Linked DNA regions of Mus musculus: region 1 is linked to region 2. A link is a contact called in public Micro-C data. All regions are on one chromosome and are shown on one strand. Each heading gives the region's core, a stretch centred on a gene start, on an enhancer-like site or on the middle of the called end of the contact. The rest is flanking DNA. Distances are from core to core; before and after follow the strand shown.

The links. Hi-C and Micro-C count contacts between places; a contact is called where the count stands out from the background.
Region 1: a contact with region 2 is called in a Micro-C map of the G1E-ER4 cell line. The contact joins two enhancer-like sites. A contact is called at or near these places in 3 of 39 promoter capture datasets (the HPC-7 cell line, maxillary cranial neural crest and pre-B cells), 2 of 484 Hi-C or Micro-C datasets (the G1E-ER4 cell line and natural killer cells) and 1 of 115 datasets of contacts at active chromatin or transcription factors (pro-B cells).

The regions. Positions count from the first base shown.
Region 1 is chr14:8,230,294-8,234,754 of GRCm38.p6, forward strand. The region is part of intron 13 of Acox2 (acyl-Coenzyme A oxidase 2, branched chain); the gene reads right to left. Among named protein-coding and RNA genes, the nearest start is that of Kctd6, 18 kb to the left of the region's middle. Within about 2 kb of position 2,023, at least 26 of the 459 cell types and tissues checked have an H3K27ac peak or open chromatin away from gene starts, as enhancers often do. A contact at or near this core is called in the G1E-ER4 cell line, where this site is marked.
Region 2 is chr14:7,805,676-7,810,278 of GRCm38.p6, forward strand. No RefSeq gene overlaps it. Among named protein-coding and RNA genes, the nearest start is that of Flnb, 10 kb to the right of the region's middle. Within about 2 kb of position 3,161, at least 117 of the 459 cell types and tissues checked have an H3K27ac peak or open chromatin away from gene starts, as enhancers often do. A contact at or near this core is called in the G1E-ER4 cell line, where this site is marked.

The DNA.
Region 1 (4,461 bases), core at 773-3,272, 420 kb after region 2:
GAGAGAGGAAACAAATTGTGAGCATTTCACCTTGCTCTTAGGAATCTCGTCAACCCATAGGAAGTAATTAGGTGTTGAGTCATTATCGACTATTTAAACAATTCACCTTTTTATTTGGGTTTTACTTTTAATTAGGTATGTATCTGATAAAGAATCAAAGAGTTCTTTAAGGCTTGTTATCTAAAAACCAGGACTTGCCCAGTGAGCATAAAGTCTAGGGTCCCATCCCTAACACTGGGAAAAAAATAAATGAAGATATCCTACCTCCCTGTGTGCTGATTAGTTTTTATCAACTTGACACAAATTTGAGTCACTTGGGAAGAGGGAACCCCAGTTGAGGACATGCCTCCCTCAGATTGGCAGGTAGACATGAAGAAGAGTCCAGCCCACTGTGGAAGGTACCATCTCTGGTCAGGTACAGAATGGGCAATTGAGCAGTCCATGGGAGCAAGCCAGTAAGAAGCACTCCTCTATGGTCTCTTTTCAGTCTCTGCCTCCAGATTCCGCCTTGCACTCCTGCCTCAGCTTCCCTCAATGATGGACTGTAACTGAGAGCCAAATAAACCCTTCCCTCCCCAAACTGGATTTGGTCAGTGCTTTATTGCAGCAGAAAGCAGCTGGTACACCCAGCAACTCTATTCCAGTTTTCTTCTCCCCAGAGATGTTGCTAGTCTTTTAGCTGATACTTACACAGATATCTCCATGTATGTATGTATGTATGTATGTATGTATGTATTATGTATGTATGTATGTATGTATGTATGTATCCATTTGTCTGTCTGTCTATCTATCTATCTATCTATCTATCTATCTATCTATCTATCTATCTACCTACCTACCTACCTACCTACCTACCTACCTACCTATCTATATAAATTGCTAACAACTTCTTGATGCTTCAGTTTTAGCTGTTATCTGTTGATTATTATAAAAGCAAAGGTTTCCTTTTGGGGAGTAAGGGGATAGAATCTTATCATGCAGTCCAGGCTGTCCTAGAACTCTGTGCAGCCCAGGCTGGCCATACTCCTCTCCACGCCCTACCCCCCCACCCCCCCACCCCGAGCCCCAGCGCCTAACGGCTGGGATTGCAGGTCCCCTCCACACACTTGGCTGGGATTGCAGGTCCCCTCCACACACTTGGCTTCACAACTATCTCCTCAACCAGATGCTCTCTCCCCTTAGCCTTCCTGTCTCCTAATATAGTTGTGATTTTTGACAAGATTAATTAAAATTCAGTATTGACATTACGATGACTGTATGACATCAAAACATTCGAAGTGGCTAAGATAATATACCGAATTATATTTGTGGGTTTTATTTTTTTATTTTGTTTTGAGATAAGGTCTTGCTTAAGGTCTGGTTGGTCTGAACTTTCACATTGTTTTTGTCTTTTAAGACAGGGTCTCACTGCAGTTCTGGCTGGTCTAGAACTCATTATGTAGCTTTGGCTGGCTTTGAACTGTACACTACATGTGGAGAGTCAGCAGTCCTTCCACACACGTGGATCTTAGGCATCAAACTCACATCATCAGCCAAGGGATTGAACTCATGTCAGTATGGGCTTCAAATACCTTTGTCCATCAAGCCATCTGCTGGCTTTTAATCCTGTTTTGACAATAACTAATGAGCCTCCTGTTGTGGCAAGAGCTAATGAACTGTACTTCTTGTTTAATATCCCTTATAACCCTCGTGGTCTCATTTCTCTCTGTAATCAGTGGGAAGTCCATGGGCCGTTGTATTTTTCCCCCTAAAAATATATTCAGCAGTTTTTCTTCCTTATCATGCTGGTTTAGGCCAGTCCATTCCTTGTTTTCACTGGTTTTCTGCCACCACCTGTGTGATCATTTGTGTCTGGAAAGACCAGCTACACTGTTGTCCTCAGAGCTTAGATAAGCTGGGCCACAGCCATGCCACAGTCATGCCACAGTCATGCCACAGCCATGCCACAGTCATGCCACAGCCATGCCACAGCCATGCCACAGCCATGCCACAGTCATGCCACAGCCATGCCACAGTTATGCCGCAGCCATGCCATAGTCATGCTCCACTGCTCTGGCTCACTGATTCATTTGCCTTGTGGTTGTTTCACAGTCTCTTCCGTCTTCAAGTCTGCAGCATCCACCTCTTCCTTCCTTACCAGAGTGACTTTGCATCTGATCAAGTGGAAGTCGTAAGGGCTTTCCACAGGTTCCCACCTCTGAGCATAACACCGAGCCCCTGTTAGTACCAGTCATCTCTGCTCTCCTCCTTCGAGTCTACCCATTCCTTGGTCTGCTAGATGCTTTGAGCCCTTGCCTACTGGAGAACAATACTCCAGACAATACTTTCCCTTCCTGTGTAGTGTCACAAACTCCTCAGGGCCACTCCATCTCTGTAGACACTTGCTGTGATCTCCCTTAAGACAAGCTCTGGGGTGGCTGCAGACAGGGCTCAGTGGTTAACAGCACTTGCAGCTCTTGGTTTAGCTGATGGCACTCAGATGTGGCTCCCAACTGTAACTCCTCAGACAGTGCACCCATGTGGTGCACTTGCATATATGGAGGCATACTTGTAAAATTAAAAACTGAAATTTAAGCCGGGTGTGGCTAATTAACACCCAACTCTCACCTAAAATCAGACACTTAGGAAAGCCCTAAATCTGAAAGATGGAGAGCTCGAAAAATCAAGAACAAGACACCTTGAAGGATACAAATGAAGCTGCAGGGAAAAGAAAACTTAAAAACAGAAAAGAAACATTTTTTTTAAATCTTCAAAATCTTCAAAGAGCTAAGAAGGTCAAGACACTGCAGATATGAAATAAGATTTTTTAAAAAAATGCCAGTAACATCCAGAAAGTAGAAAAGGGATTCTGAAATTTAAAAAAAAAAAGATAATATAAATGAAATAAATGAAATTTGAAAACAAACATGCTTTTGCTCCCTCCTTCCCTTATCACCCCCCAGTCATGGCTCCTCTTTGACCTGAATTCAGGAGTATTTTGTTTGCTTCTGCCAGTCCTGCTCATTCTGACAAGGGCTGATCTAGTGTCAGCTTTAACCTCCAGCCCCTCACTGGAATAACTGTTGTTAGTCCCCTGATGTCTTTGGTGGGTCCTGACACTTCTCATTCGCTCACTCCTTGTTGACATCATCTCTCTCACAGCTTTTAAGCATGAGTCACATACCACTGAGATCTGTCTATCTGTCTAAACCTGGCCCTCCTGTAGCCTTCCCCTTTGTGATAAGTGGCCTGACTTCCTCTCTCTATCCTGTGCCCTATCTAAGTGTCAGCAAACCCTGCTCTGTTTTCAGAGCATGTCCAGATATTGTCCACTCCCACTGCATCAGCCATATGCACATTAAGTAAGTAAGTGATCTACTCTCAGAACTTAGCCCCAGCCCCTGCATTATATATACATTATATATATGTATATATGTATGTATGTATAATGGCTCAGTTGAGAAAATGCTTGAGGCTTGAGTTTGATTCCCAGAACTTATATAGGGGGTGGGGGAAGGCTAGGTGTTGTGTTGAACATTTATAATTTTAGGTAGATGGAGACAGGTAGATCACTAGGCCTCACTGTCCAGTCCATCTAGCCTGCTTGTGGGTTCTAGGACATGTACACACACATATATACATACAAAATGAAACAAACAACAAACACCCAAATTTAAAAAGCATGCATATGCATCTACATATATGTGTCTATCCCCCAGGCATGCATACACACACGTTAGGTTGTTTTGGGTTCTACTGAGTGTCCTGTGTTCTGTCCTCTCCCTTTGTCTTACTCTCCCCTCAGCTGTACTTCTCACCTCAGAGGTCCTGTATCTGGCTTCTAGGTAGTCAAGCCAAGCATGGTAGTGTCCTGCCTTGGTGATTTCTACATTGTGCTCAGCTTGGCAGATGAGTTTCCCAGTAGCATATGATTGGGGGGAAGGGTATGGGGGACTTTTGGGATAGCACTGGAAATGTAAATGAAGAAAATACCTAATAAAAAAATAAGAGAGAAAAAAAAAGAAACATTTGTTATTGATTGGTCTTCTTTTAAAAAATTATTGTCTTCCAACTCAATTCTTTGTAAAGTTAGAAAGAGCAATTCTTAGGCAGGCAGTGGTGGCGCACGCCTTTAATCCCAGCACTTGGGAGGCAGAGACAGGTGGATTTCTGAGTTCAAGGTCAGCCTGGTCTACAGAGTGAGTTCCAGGACAGCCGGACCTATACAGACAAACTCTGTCTCAAAAAACCAAAACAAAAAACCAAACCAAACCAAAAAACAAACAAACAAAAAGAGCAATTCTCAAATTCATTTGGAATAACAAAAAACCTAGGATAGGGAAAACTATTCTCAACAATAAAAGAACTTCTGGGGGAATCACCATGCCTGACCTCAAGCTGTACTACAGAAAAATAGTGATAAAAATTGCATGGTATTGGTACAGAGACAGGCAGGTAGATCAATGGAATAGAACTGAAGAC
Region 2 (4,603 bases), core at 1,911-4,410:
CTGGCTTCGTTCCTTCCCAGACCTGGCCTTTTCCTTTAATCCACACCAGGAAAGTAGCTAAGAGGCTGCTCTAGAGATAACTCCCACAGCCGAAGGGAGGCATCAAGCACAAACAAGACATTTATACACCTGTGGAGGACTTGTTCTCCCTATAGACTGACAGAAGCAGACACACACACACACACACACACACACACACACACACACACTCGCGCACACAAACACACACAGAGAGACTGAGACAGAGAACATGTCCCAGGCAGCACAGCTGGTACCTGGCAAGCCTCTTAGGAGTTCCTCTAGAAGCTTGTCAGAAGAGGCTTGCCTCCCTTGCTTACTTGGGAGCTCCTTGCTGTCTTTCACTCCATCAGTCTAATCAGAACACACAGGCAACCTCCTCTAGGAAGTCCCCCGTCATAGAATCAAACCTGATGGTCCACACCAGTCATCATAGCACTTGGGAGGTAGAGGCAGAAAGGTGAGTAGCTCAAGGTTTTGGCTACATACTAAGTTCGAGGACAGCCTGGTCTACACAAGATCTTGTCTCAAATAAAAGAAAACAGTCGGGCAGTGGTGGTGCACTCCTTTAATCGCAGCACTTGGGAGGCAGAGGCAGGCAAATTTCTGAGTTTCTAGCCAGCTTGGTCTTCCAGGACAGCCAGGGCTACACAGAGAAACCTTGTCTCGAAAAAACCATAAATAAATAAACAAACAAACAAATAAAAGGGAACCCAGCAGCAGAGATCCTGAGGCATACGCAGCATATGGGAGAAAGGACAGAGGACTTGGGAGTCAGAAGAAACACGGTGCTGCAAGTCTGAATCGTCCTCTCCTGCTCAGATTCATAGTGGAATCCTAATGCTAGAGGTGACAGAAAGGAGGGTGCCATGGTAAGTAGGCCATGATAATGTAGCTCTCACAGTGGGATTTCTGCCTGTTCTGTTTTGTTTCTCCCATTGTATCCCAGGGTTGTCAGAACACTTCACCTTCCTGCCTCAGCCTCCTAGGTGTGGAGATTACAGGTGTGTACTACCACACTGGACCCTGAAGACCCAGTTATCCCTTTCCATGTTGAAACAGAGAGATGAGGCACTGTCTTTAAGGACACAGCACTCTGCCTGTGTCTTGATCTCGACTTTCTCTACCCTCCAGCACTGTGAGACGTAAAATGTAAGTTTGTGAACAACAGTGTTTATAGGTTTTGATACAGCAGCCTGAAAGACACCCCTAAACACACACACACACACACACACACACACACACGCACACACACACGCGCACACACACACACACGCACACACACACACACACACGCACACACACACGCGCACACACACGCACACGCACGCGCACACACACGCGCACACGCACGCGCACACACACGCGCACACGCACGCGCACACACACGCGCACACACACACGCACACGCACGCACACACACGCGCGCACACACACACGCACACACACACACACACACACACACGCACACACACACACGCACACACACACTGGCAATGGAGAGCCATAGCAAGCCTGCACAGAGGTGGGCTAAGAAGATGCCTTTGGTGCCTGCTTGCTTCCTTCCTTCCCTTTTTAAAAGTAAGCATGGAGATGCGGAGGTGGAGCTCAGTTGGTAGAGTCTTGCCAGGAATGCACGGGGGTCTGAAGTCAATTCCCAGAAATCAAAAAGTTGGGCATTATTGAACGAACATGCCTGTGATCCTACCACAAGAGAGGTAAAGGCGAGAGGAAGAGGAATTTAAGTCATCCTCACCTACATACCCCCAGAGTTCAAGGCAGTTCAGGGAACAGGAAACACTGTAGCAAAAGGAAGAAAGGGAGGAAGGGAGGGAGGGAAGAAAGACAAGAGGAAAATAAAAAATAAGAGCAGCAAAATGGCTCATTGGGTAAGGTACCCACCAAGTCTTCCAGTCCCAGGGACTCGCTTGTAATCCCAGCACTCAGGAAGCAGGGGCAGAAAGGTCTGAATTTGAAGCCACCTAGTCTACATAATAAGATGTGCCTTAAAAGGGGGAGAAGGAGGGAGGAGAGAAGATGGCTCCAGGTGCTGGGTGAGTGTAGACAGGAGTTTTGGGTCAGGTTAAAGACACGTTGGGCGTCTGGTGGACCTAGAGGAGGGTGCAGGCCAACCTTCTTCAAGACAGCGCTCCAGTAGGAAGCAAGGCACCAGCCACCTTTCACCCTTTACCCCTGGGCCCTGTTTCCTCACAGACCTCACCTCTGCTCCACTCCCAGGGCAGCTTGGCTGATAAAGTCCAGGGAGAGGCCACTTCACTTCCGGGCTCAATGGGAAAAAAAAGAGAGAGAGAGAGAGAGACATGACTGTGCCTAGGTATGGTGGAGGGGAGAGTGCACTGTAGATAAAAGGGAGAGCACAGCCAGAGGCAGGAACATCTGGGAGAGTCCAGAGTGAACATGACCCTGAGCCATGTGAGGAGAAGGGTGAGGAGAGAGGGGGGAAGAGGTGAAAGGAGGAGAGGTGGAGGGGAGAGGGTGAGAGGTGGAGGAGAGAGGGGGTGAGGGGAGAGGTGGAGGGAAGAGGGGAAGAGGGAGGGGAAGAGGGAGGGGAGAGGGGAAGAGGGGAGAGCCAGACAAGAGAGTAAAGGATAGACCAGAAAGAGCTAGGTAATCAAAATATCTGGAATATATAGGGAAGGGCAGCCCAGCTGAAGAAATTTAGGGAAGGGGGTGGGGTATGCCAGCCACACCCTGTAACTGGGAACTTGGCAACTAGGTCTGCTTTGTTAAAGAACACCTAAGCCATTTTTAGTGACAGTAGTGTAGTGAGACCTGACTCTGGGCTGCTGTAACTCCCAAGGCGTTTGAGCTGATTTCTTCCTTAGGTGGCGCTGAAAGGCTGAGTGGTAAGAATCAGGGCATTTGACCCAGAACAGCTGCAGAAGGGTTAGATCTGGGCTCCTGCTTGTGCTCAGAGCAGTCCCCGGGCAGGGACAAATCCTAGAAAGGCTACTCCCAGCTGACTCAGACCGACCCTACTGCTCTTCTTATCAGACCTGGGCAACAACTAGGTCCTGATCTGGAGATTCTAGACCTTTCTTTGCCAGGAAGTGAACTGTGGGCTTCGGTTTACTTTAGTTTAAGGAATGGGGCTGACTCACAGGAATGAAGGGCTGGGGCATGCGGGGTGGTGGCGAGTTGTGATCATCCAGCACCCCTGGGAGTGTGTCCAGCCTCCACACCCACGGCCTGATGGCGGATCACGCAATTCTGCCTCCTAGTTTAGATGGGAGGGAAAGCCTGAAGAGTTGCTCTTTACGTCTCTAACAGAAAAATATTTTCAGGGGCCTGTAAGAGCTCAGTAGGTAGAAGCGCTTGGTGCCAAGACTGGTGATGTGAGTTAGACCCCGGGACCCACAGGGTAGAAGAAGAGAACTGACTCTAGAGAGTTGTACGCACACACTCCACACACACACACACACACACACACACACACACACACACACACACTCGCGCACATGATGTAATTTTTAAAATTAAAAACAACACATTTTCAGACTAGTCTTACTATTTCCTAAATGTTGGCTGCTTGCCAAGTTCTTCATCCCTGCAGTTTCATTTAATGACTTGGGTGACAATCTCCCTTGGGGATCTAGAGATAACTAGACAATAGAGACAATAGTTTCTAGAAGAAACTGAGGCTTTGAGAAAGCAAATGGCTCAGATTCACCCTGTAGATTCAAGACTTTGATCCAAATTAAAATGCACAGGCCGCTCCCTTGAATATCTAAACCGGACTGACCTCCGGGCAGGGTGGGCTGGAATTCTGGAATTCTGTAAATTGCTCTAGAGCCTTCCAGAGAAAAGCAACTGTCCCACCCCAAGCATTCCTCCAACTTGGGATGGCTCCCTCCCAGCTGCAGTTCTGCAATTGAGAGACGAGTGAGGGGACCAACGTGTCCTCTGCCTGCCAGGTATCCGTGAGCAACATGAGGTCATAGCTGGGCAGTTACAATCTGTCTGTCAGCTCCTACCCAGGATCTGAAGGGGAAGAGGGTGTGGTGCTTAAAGATGAGATAAAAGACCAGGAAATTCCTAGTCCTGTGGGAGAGACCAGGCCCTATTAGTCAAGACTGAGAAACAATTCCAAAAAAGGGAAGGTCCTTACTCATCCCTCTGAGTACTGTTGTCAGGACTCTGCCCTGTTCCCTATATGGCAGCCAAGCTGTCCGCTGGATGCCCCAGGTCCTAGTGTAAAGAGTGTCTGGCTGAGAATTCTCTGAAAAAACACACATACGCACACACAAATTCTGATTGGCTTGAATCACATTCCAACCCAAACCAACCACCATGGATTGCAGAAGGGGTTTTCTTTTCTTCATCTTTAAAATAAAAATTAAATATAAATTTCTAATTTCATATATGTGTAACTGTATTTACATCACCCCTCCCTTCCCTCCCCCATGTCGTTCCCCCTCAAATTCCTATTCTCTTCTTAATTATCAAAGTTATATATATATATATATATATATATATATATATATATATGTATGTATATAGATCTGAATATATGTGTGAATATATACACATATGTACATATGAGCAAACATATGAATACAACTTG